Regions from separate parts of the Capra hircus genome. Here region 1 is linked to region 2. Evidence: chromatin contacts called from public Hi-C data. All regions are on one chromosome and are shown on one strand. The core of a region is the stretch at or near the end of the contact, and the rest is flanking DNA. Distances in the headings are between cores, read along the strand shown. Region 1 has its middle 16 kb from the start of NRSN2. Region 2 overlaps RBCK1 (ranBP-type and C3HC4-type zinc finger-containing protein 1).

Evidence for each region. Hi-C and Micro-C count contacts between places; a contact is called where the count stands out from the background.
Region 1: a Hi-C map of blood shows a contact between it and region 2, with 2.4 times the contacts expected there. The contact joins two enhancer-like sites. A contact is called at or near these places in 2 of 5 Hi-C or Micro-C datasets (blood and liver).

Annotation. Positions count from the first base shown.
Region 1 is chr13:59,975,824-59,980,615 of ARS1.2, reverse strand. No RefSeq gene overlaps it. Among named protein-coding and RNA genes, the nearest start is that of NRSN2, 16 kb to the left of the region's middle. Within about 2 kb of position 2,430, at least 1 of the 5 cell types and tissues checked has an H3K27ac peak or open chromatin away from gene starts, as enhancers often do.
Region 2 is chr13:59,914,488-59,919,545 of ARS1.2, reverse strand. It overlaps RBCK1 (ranBP-type and C3HC4-type zinc finger-containing protein 1), which reads left to right. Exons shown (of 13, transcript XM_018057665.1): 13 at 1-671. The coding sequence ends at 60. Among named protein-coding and RNA genes, the nearest start is that of RBCK1, 20 kb to the left of the region's middle. Within about 2 kb of position 2,780, at least 3 of the 5 cell types and tissues checked have an H3K27ac peak or open chromatin away from gene starts, as enhancers often do.

The DNA.
Region 1 (4,792 bases), core at 1,181-3,680, 61 kb before region 2:
TCCAAAGCCCAAACACCAAACACATCACCACCCAGAGGCTGTCCCTCCCTCCTGCGGGCTTGCACCTCCTCCCTTATTCCTGCTGGGGTGGTGGGGGGCATGTGTGTGTTTATTTCTCAAGTCCAGATTCAAGGGAGCTCCTCCACCTCACCCCTTACTGGATCAAAGAAGGGGTGACCTGGAGATACCGTCTGCCTCTAGGGGCGCTGTGCCAGGGCAGGGAGCTGAGATGCCCTAGGGTGTGAGAGAGAAACAAAGGATATTCACATGGGTGGGGAGGTATTAGCAGAGGTGGAGTGAGAGCCTGCTGAGGAGTCCAGGAGCCAGGAATTCAGCAACATTCATGCCCCAAACTCTTCATCCCAAATGAGAGCGGGCTGAGAGTGAGGCAGTCTACTGGGGTTCAAGTCTCTGTGTGAGCCTGGGCGTTTCTTAACCTCTCAGTTTCTTTGTCTCTGAAATAGGAACAACAAGGATACCAATCCCTTGAGACTGTTTGAAGACGTGAGTTTTCAGCCATGCCTGACACCCAGAAATGCCTAATATTAAATAAATGCCAGTTATTGTCGAGGAAGAACAGAAATCTGTGGTTCAGAATTAGCTGGCAATGCACAGGTTCTAATTGGAGATAACTCAGGCAAGGTCCTGCCCTCCAAGGCTTCACAGTTTAGAGGACAGGACAGCTTTGTAGGCAGACAGCAGAGCCATTGCTGTCACTGAAGGACGGGGCAATGTGGCATCACAGAGGACAGACTCGGGGAGACTGAGGGAGAAGCACACACCGCGCTTGTCTGCAGCGGACTGTGTGCTCACCACTTCTCATTATCTAACTCTTCTGGCCCTCAGACATCCATAAGGTAGTTGCCATGATTTCCAACTCCCAAAAAAGAAAACTGGCCCAGAGAGTTGAAGCATCCTGCCCAAGTTCACACAGATGAGATCAGAACCCACACAGCCCAGCTCTAGAATGTTCCATAACACTGGCATCTATAACTGTAGAAATAACCCAATCAGCACAGATTCTACCAGCTAATCGGCCTAATAAGGGATAGGTTTGTACTCAGAATCCCTCACAGGTCCACACAGACAAAGGCAAACATATATGGGTCTACCCAAATAAACACCAATTCCTGCAGTGGCAGATGCTGAGAAAATCCTCTGGAAAACCACCCCAGGGATGGTGTGCACTGTTAGAAAAAAAATGACTTCACAGACACATATATCCATACGCATATTGATGGGACCATACACAAGCCTTCTGATAAGCATGTTACATGAGTGGGTGTACACCAATATATATTCACGTGTACTCCAGTGGGGGAGTGATGACATTCTGTAGACATACCGACACAGTGTGTATTTGCACTTACGTTACTATTGATTTTTTTTTTTTTTTTGGCTGCCACATGTATTGACTATCTACAGTGTGTAAGTAAGTAAAGATAAGGCTCAGAGAAGTGAAATGTCCTTCCCAGGGTCACACGGCTACTAAATAGGTGATACTGAAGCTCTGGTCCTGTGATATTAGGAAGTGGAGTCTCTCTCTTCTGTTGTGCAGATGTGTTCATGAGTGAACACTCTGCACGACTGTGTTCATGGTTCCCACGCTGACATCCTCTATGACCTTGAACATATCACCTGTTGTTCCCAGCCACATCCTCACGTGTCCGTTCACAGGTGTGCTCCGTGGGTGTGTGTGTTGATGGGACCATTGACTGGTTCCGCTCCAAGTCTCAGCTTGGGTTGGCATCAACTGAGGGCTTCAAACTTCCTGTCTCAGCCTCACCAAGCCCCAGAGCACATGATTCAAAGCCAGGCCCTGGGCATCAGGCCATCAGGAGCCTGCTGATGGAAGAACTCACAAGGTTTCATAAGTATCTGGCCCAGGACATATGATCAGGGCAGGGACAAGGAGGGAGGAAACCAGGCTGTCCACTGGGTGTGCATCCGGGGAGTGTCCAGGACCGGGTTTGGCAGAAGAGCTGCCAGGACCTGGAATCGAAAGGGCACTTTGAGGATGCAGGCTGTGTGAGGGAGGGAGAGAGCAGGGCAGCCCCATCCTGGAGGCCCTGAGTGAATGGTGAGTGAAGGAAGGGGTAATACGTTAATGATGGAAAGAGGAAGGGAGTGAATTTATCTTCTCTACAAGCCTTGAGCGTCTCCCCTGGGCTGGCCCGGGGCTGGGCCTGGGGATGCTCGGTGAACAGGATGGACACAGTCCTGCTGAGAGCTGAGAGCTCCAGGGAGACCAGTCAGGCTGGAGGCCTGGGAGGACCTTTGACCCACAAAGTGGCTCAGACAGTGTGAGCAATCCTCAGCATGCTACAATGTGTGTGTGTGTGTGTGTGTGTGTGTGTGTGTGCGCACATGCGCTCACAGCCTGGTATCTGCCAATGCCTGTGAACACCAGTGCAGCCTCCTCCTTCCTCTTCCAGCCCCCACCTGCCCCTGCCCTGCCCTACATCGAAGCTGCTCCTTCCTATCAGCCCACACGCTGGACCCCAGGGCTAAAGACCTCCCAGCAGAGAGGCCCCCGGTGCTCTCAACGCCCACCTCTCCACCAGGAGCCCCAAGAGTTATGAGGAACACATGCAACCCAAAGTCACCTTCCTAGTCCTGTGTGCAAGGGGTGTGCCCAGGCATGTGCCCCGCATCCCAAGCACTGGAAACATTCTAGGGAGGCCCAAACAGGTGTGTAAATGGCACTGTGGCCACTGAGTCCCCACTCTGGGCACAGGCACTGTGCTAAGTGCTTTGGAGATACCCTGACCAGCCAGGCAACCTTAGGCATGGCCTTCAGCTTCTAATCTAAAAACTGGATTGATAATAACCACTTCCAATCTTGCTGTTCGAATAACTCAAAGCATCATGATCTCAATACATGACAATTATTTTTCCTCAGTCCTTGTCTTCCCAGCTATATCACCTATTCCTCAACAGCATCCACTGGGTCTCATATCTCTGTTTCTCCCAAGACATAACATCACGCGGGACTCACTGTAAGCACTGCTGAGCAAAGTTGCTTATTTTTCATATATAATCATATTGGCCCCTAGCCTTTATATAATCATACAATTTTGAGCTTTTATTATATGTCAGGCATGTGCCGAGCACTTTGCATTCATTCATTCAACAGTTATTAATTGGATACGTAGAAGGTGCTCCGTGTTCTAGACACGGAGAGGCAGCACCTCTGCCCTCAGGGTTTCTTCCTTCCAGTGAGGGCAGGAGGGACAGGCAACAGCAATTTGATTCACAGAGATCATTTCAAACCTTGACAAGTACTATGAATAAAATAAGACGGAGTTATGGTTTAGAAAGGGCTTCCCAGGTTGCTCAGTGGTAAAGAAACTGCCTGCCAATGCAAGAGACACAGCAGATGCGGGTCCAATCCCAGGGTTAGGAAGATACCCTGGAGACGGAAACGGCAATCCACTCCAGTATTTTTGCTTGAGAAATCCCACGGACAGAGAAGCCTGGCGGACTGCAGTCCAGGGGGTCACAGAGTCAGACACAACTGAACATGCATGCATGCAGACCTCAGGGACTGGGGTGGGGCACCGTGCTTCCAGAGTGCTCAAGGAGGGCCTCTCTGAGGAAGTGATACTTGACCTGCAACCTGGAGGAGGAGGAGCCTGAAGAAGTTCCAGACAGATGGAACAGCCAAAGCGAAGGCCCTGGGGCAGGAAAAAGTTGGTTTGTTCAAGGAGTAGAGAAAAGGACAAATGGCTGGAGTGGAAGGAATGAGGTAGGTGGAGAAGGAGATGACTCAGCAAGCCAGGCAGGGGTCTGAAACTGCTCCTGGGAACTGTGCAGATTCCTGGCTGATTCCAATCGGCTAGGCAGGGCGCTGATTGGAGGCTGAGTAGGGATTCCAGCCCAGGTCTGTCCATGCTGCCTCAGAGACACATCCATATGACTTACACCAACGTATGCACATCAGCACACACTCACTCTGCACTCTGACCCACAATGAGGCGTGTGGGCTTGACCATCGCTAAGTACCCAAATACAGAGTGACTAGCTGAGACAGCCTGAGATTCTAGTGTTTTCCCTATCTTTTTTTTTTTTTTTTTTTGCTGCACTGGGTCTTTACTGAAGTTCTCATACTTAGTTGCCCCGAGGCATCTGGGATCCTGGTTCTCTGCCCAGGGATCGAACCCATGTCCCCTGCATTGCAAGGCAAATTCTTAACCACTGGACCACCAGGGAAATCCTTCCCTGATGTCTTAAGGGACCAGGCAGGAGGGCTGGATGTTACCTTCACCCAGCCTTCGAAAAGCTCTGGGCCAAGGAAAGGTTAAATGGCAGGAAGAGGGGAAGGGCTTCCTGAGGAAGGGGTGTGGGAGATTTGGGGTGACCTATAGGGGTGCAGAGATGGGAGAAGATGATAGAGACAGCCCATCTGGGAGGAGAAGGAGAACCAGGATCAGACGGAGCAGAGGGAGTTGAGCATTTTCAGAAGCACAGCCCCTGACAAACTGACCTCTGGGCCTCCTTGCACCTCCCTAGGGTCACCTCCCAAGATGGGTCACTCACTGCCCACCACGGAGACAGCCAGGGCAAGACAAAATTTGGGGACTTCCTCTTCAACTTCTGCTTCATAGGCAGCTATAAAATGTGAAAAGATTCACCTGTCAGAGCGAGAGAAACATACAAATCTGCATGAAGTCACTTTCATTTTTTTTGAATCAGATAGATAAAGATCAAAAATTTCGATAACACCCTGTGCTGCCCAAGTTGCGGGGAAAAAAGCTCTCACACGCTTCGCATCAGGAGGTAGATTGGCACA
Region 2 (5,058 bases), core at 1,531-4,030:
GGCTGCCGCTGCCGGGTGAATGGGATTCCGTGCCACCCCAGCTGTCAGAATTGTCACTAAGCTGGGATGGCCTGGTCCCCCTGCTGACCCAGCCTCACATCTACAGGCTTCTGTGAGACAGGCCTGGTGCTTTGGCTCTGATTTCTGGCCGGGAAGATGCCTTTGCGCTCGGCTGAGACAGGGGCCCTGAAGTGGCCAAGGCCCCTGAGCTGTGTGGATGGCCTTGTTTGCTGTGGGCATTGTAAGGGCCCCGCCTGAGCTGGCCGTTGTCCGTGGCTGCATCTGCTCCAGTGCCTTTGTCCTTCCCCTGGGGCTCACCAGCCATACCTTTCATCTCTCTGCGGCTCCCATCTGTCTGACCCAGCCTTAAATATAGCCCCAGCCAGAGGCCTTGCTGGATGGAGCCTCTGAGAGCTCTGGATGAGTCCATACACCCCTCATCCACCACGCTCGTCTGCTGAGCACTCAGCCTGCGGCCTCTCCTACTGGCTTTCTGGGGGTGACTTTTCTCTGGCTTTGCTGTTGGAGGCCTGGGGGCCTCTTAGAATTGCTGCTAATTCTGCTTAGAGCCAGGAGGGAGACCTGGCATCCTGAAGACAGCCCAGCCAGTTTAGCTTCTGCACTCCCTCTTCGCTGCCTGTGTACACTGATTAAAACGGTTTTCCAGGAAGGCCTGAGTGTGATGTCATGAGAGAGAGCAGAGGGGTCATGGGCTGGGACTCTGCACCGAGACAGGCAGGGGCCCAAGCTCTCTGGGAATTGCAGTCAAAAGTTGATGTGTCACCCCTGTCAGTGTAGAACGAGGGTGCGAACAGAACACAGGGATCCTTGCTCTGGACTTGGCACCCCTGTACCCACTTGAGGGCAGCATGCTCTGGGTCAACCTTGACCTGGACAGGCAGCTTGCACTGTGTTGAGAGTCTGCCAGCTGGTGTCTGCAGGTGTGTGTGGGCTTCAGGCGGGGAGGCAGGGGCTGGGGCAGCAGCTACAGGCTGGCAGGAAATTCTTGCTGTGAATTTCTAGCCTCTCAGTGGGCATCCACTGTCAGGGAACAGAGATATTTCAGGAAGAGGTGAACGTGCCGCTATTGCAGGGTGATGCTGTGAGCATTTTTAACATCTGCGATAAGATGGCACATTATTGGTCCAGTGCTCTTTACTAGACCTATTCTGTGCTGGTCAGATGACTAAAATATGGTTCTGGGTGTTCATTCTGGAAGTTTTTACCTCCTACTTGGACCCCTCTAACTCCCCCCTGCCCCCAATGAAGGCCAGCACACTGTCTGAGCCAGGATGTGGAGCATCATTACAACAGGTGGAGGGCATCTTTGCGGCTCACAGTCTAGACTCCAGGCTCCAGGATTCTTGAAAGTGTTAGTCGCTCAGTCATGTCCAACTCTTTGGGACCCCATGGACTGTAGCCCTCTCTGTCCTCTGTCCATGGGATTTTCCAGGTAAGAATACTGGAGTGGGTTGTCATTTCCTCCAGGAATCTTCCCAACCCAGGTCTCAAACCTGGGTCTCGCATCTTATAGGAATATTCTTTACTGTCTGAGCCACCAGGAATTGGGGGATGTCATTTGGAGGGAGAGGAGGAGAAGGGCTTATTCTAGACCCTAGAAAGGAACTGCCATTCTGGTCCTGGGTGCCAAGGCTCAAGAGAGTTGACCTCAGGCTCTGTGAGCAGAGAGGTGAGATAATGTGAGCGCTTTCCTGCTCTGCATCAGCTCATAAATCATGAAGGCTTTCCCTCCCTGGAAGTAAGGAGGAGTCAGGCAGAGCCACTGACCAGAGGAAACAGCAAGCTGAGCTGAGCTGGGCCCCAGGAGAGCACGGGGCCCACCCAGACCAGAACCAAGTGCTTGCTCTCACCAGCTCCTCCAACCTCCCTCTCTTGCCAGGGCCTGTCTTGGCCTTGGTGAACCGTAGAAGCCTATTGTGGAGCAAAGTAGACCACTCTCTTGGTGCACAGGTACGAACTACTAAGCCCCAGGCTATAACCAGTCTACCTAGTCTTGTTTTATAAACTTGAATTGGTTGCCAGTATTTTTAAATTGAAGATGCTGCATTAAAATCTAGATGCCCAACTTCTCTTGAAAAACACTGAAGCTTGGTCACCTGGGTCCTCATTTCCACGTGGCAGGTCCAGATCACATGATGTTCCTGATCCAGCTCACTGCAGTCCTTCACCCCTAGAGCTTGTCACACCACACTTCCCAGTGTCCTTGCACCATTCTTTTGGCATTGAGTACTAAGAAATGTTAATGAAATGTTTCTTTACCCATGGCTGTGTCAAAAAAGTGAGGACAAGAGGGAAGTGGGAACCGCATGGGCCGAATCTTTTACTTGGCCCACTCCATCTGCACCAAAGCGGGCAAGCGGGTTTATGTCTGCTGCAGCCAAATGGGGGGGTCAGGAGGGCAAATGGGAGGGTGCAGGGCTGTCCTGGGGTTCTAGCTTCCAGCACCATACATCACATGCCGGTGGGTGAAGAACCTAAGATGGGCAGGCTCACAAGTGCTCCCCACTGCAGTCAAGTGGAGGCACCACCCTCTCGCAAGGAGTCACCCCAAACAGGGCCCTGGCATGAACTCTCCGGGGCGGACTTGAAACCAAACCCACAGGCTTTGGACTCAAGCCATTGACCTGAGGAGGCAGCAGGAGGTCCCAGATGTACTTGTGTGACACAGTTTTTCTCTCCAGGGCCAGTGGAGGCACACTGCTCAGATAAAGAGCAGCTGCTGATGTGGGCAGGAAGTGGTGAATGGGCCCCACAGCCTGTGTCAGAGTAACACGTGTCGTCTTCTAGTGTCTGGGGCTGCCATGAAAGCCACTCACTTAAAAAGCAGGAAGCTGGAGGCAAGCCCACAGCCTTGCCAGCTCACAAAGGCTGCTTGACAAATTCCAACCATATGTTAAGTCTGGAGAAAAGAGCCTTTGAGAACTGGGAAAAAAGCAGCAGGATCCACCAGCAGCAAACATGGAGGGGACGGTAGGGCAAATGGAAGTACGCAAGCCAGGCTGAGCTCAGGTGCCACCATCTGGTAGTCGTATCTGGCAGAAGCTTCTGGCCCATTCTTCCTTTCAATTGCCACTTAATCCAGGGATGAACTCCCAGGGCCCAAGTGCAAGGCTGAATTAAGGTGTTTATTGATCCATATATGTTCACGGAAATGAAATCAAAACACTTGAATAACTTCAGTTTGTAAGACGTTTTCAGAAACGTCAGTTCATTAAACCATCCATGGTGGGTTGAGACTATCTCTATTTCACTGTCACTGACAATACATTTGAGAGATGTAGTGCCTTGGAGAAGCTCACATTGCCAACGAGAGACACATTTGCCATCATGTTACCAGTCACTCTCTCCAAACCGAGTTTTGGTCATGGCCCATCCTCACCCTACAAATTGCCTACAGGGGGAGTTCCAGTTGCTTTCCACAGATCTCAAAACTCTCCTCCACCTGAGCCCCATTGACAATGCACACTCCCATCTCTGTACAAAACACCCACACTTTTTATTCAGCTGTTATTTTTACAGTTTTTCCTTCAGCCTTGTGTGTTGTGTAATACTTTATGACATCATGCTTCTCCAATTCTCCAACATCAACTGGGCGTCCAGTAATTCAATCTGGTTCTGACACTAACTACCTGGGGAGTTAGCATCAGATGCCACAAGTTAAAGGGCTCAGTCCCACAAGGCTGTCCCATCTCAGATCCAGTTGCAAATGTGGTGCCCAGACCACCTACACTTCTGCCTGGTCAACTACAAGTTCACTAGTTTCCACAAAACCCTCTCATGTTCACTAATTTGCTGGAAGTGCTCACAGAACTCAAGAAAACACTTCACTTACATGTACTGATTTACTGTAAAGGATGCAACTCACTAACAGCCAAATAAAAGAGATGCGTAGGGCAAGGAATGGCGGGAGGGCTGCAGTATTCCCAAGCCATCGCGGGCCATGTGATCCTCCCAGCACTTTGATGTATTCAGCAACCCAGCAACTCTCTGAACCTCTGAACCAAGAGTTTCTGCAGCCCTCAATGTCCAGCCTCTTCTCCCCTCCCAGGTCACTGGTGAGGCTCAAAATTCCCACTATGTAAGTTGGTATAGCCACTATGGAGAACAGTATGGAGGTTACTAAAACACTAAAATGGTCCTGCAATCCCACCTGGGCATATGTCCAGGGAAAAACATGATCTGAAAGGAAATACACACCCCAGTGTTCACTGCAGCACTGTTTACAACAGTCAAGACATGGATGCTACCTAAATGTCCATTGACAGAGGAACGGATAAAGATGTGATACATGTACACAATGGAGTATTTCTCATTAAAATAAATGAAATAATGCCATTTGCAAAAACATGGATGGACCTAGTCATACTGAGTGAAGAAATTCACACAAAGGAGAAATATGACATCCCTCATATGTAGAATCTTAAAAAAATGATATGAATAAACTTACTTAGAAATCAGAAACATACAGACTTCATGAACCAGCTTATGGTTGCCAGGGTGGAGGGGTGGGGATGGGGGAAGGGATAGAGAGTGAGTTTGGGGTGAATAGGTACACACTGCTGTATTTAAAATGGATAACCAACAAGGCCCTACTGTATAGCACATAGAATTCTGCTCAGTGTTATGTGGCAGGTTAGATGGGAGAAGTGTTTAGGGGAGAATGGGTACATGTATATGTATGGATGAGTCCCTTCACTGTTCACGTGAAACTATCATACTGTTTGCTAATCAGCTATACTCCAATACAAAATAAAAAGTGAAAATAATTCCCCACTGTATAATCTTTCTGGTGTTCTATCCCATCCTAAGGCTATTGAGGGGTCCAACCTTAACTCACCTCAATATCAACCCAGTTGGAATCAAAAGGAAATCATTATGAACAACAAAAGACACCCTTATCAGTCAAAATTCTAAGGCTTTTAGGGGAACTGGTGACAAAACCCAAATATTTATTACACCACACATACCTTTCCTTCAGTTTTCCATTTATCAAATTTCTCTTTACATTTAACCAACTATGAAACTGCCACTGAAAAT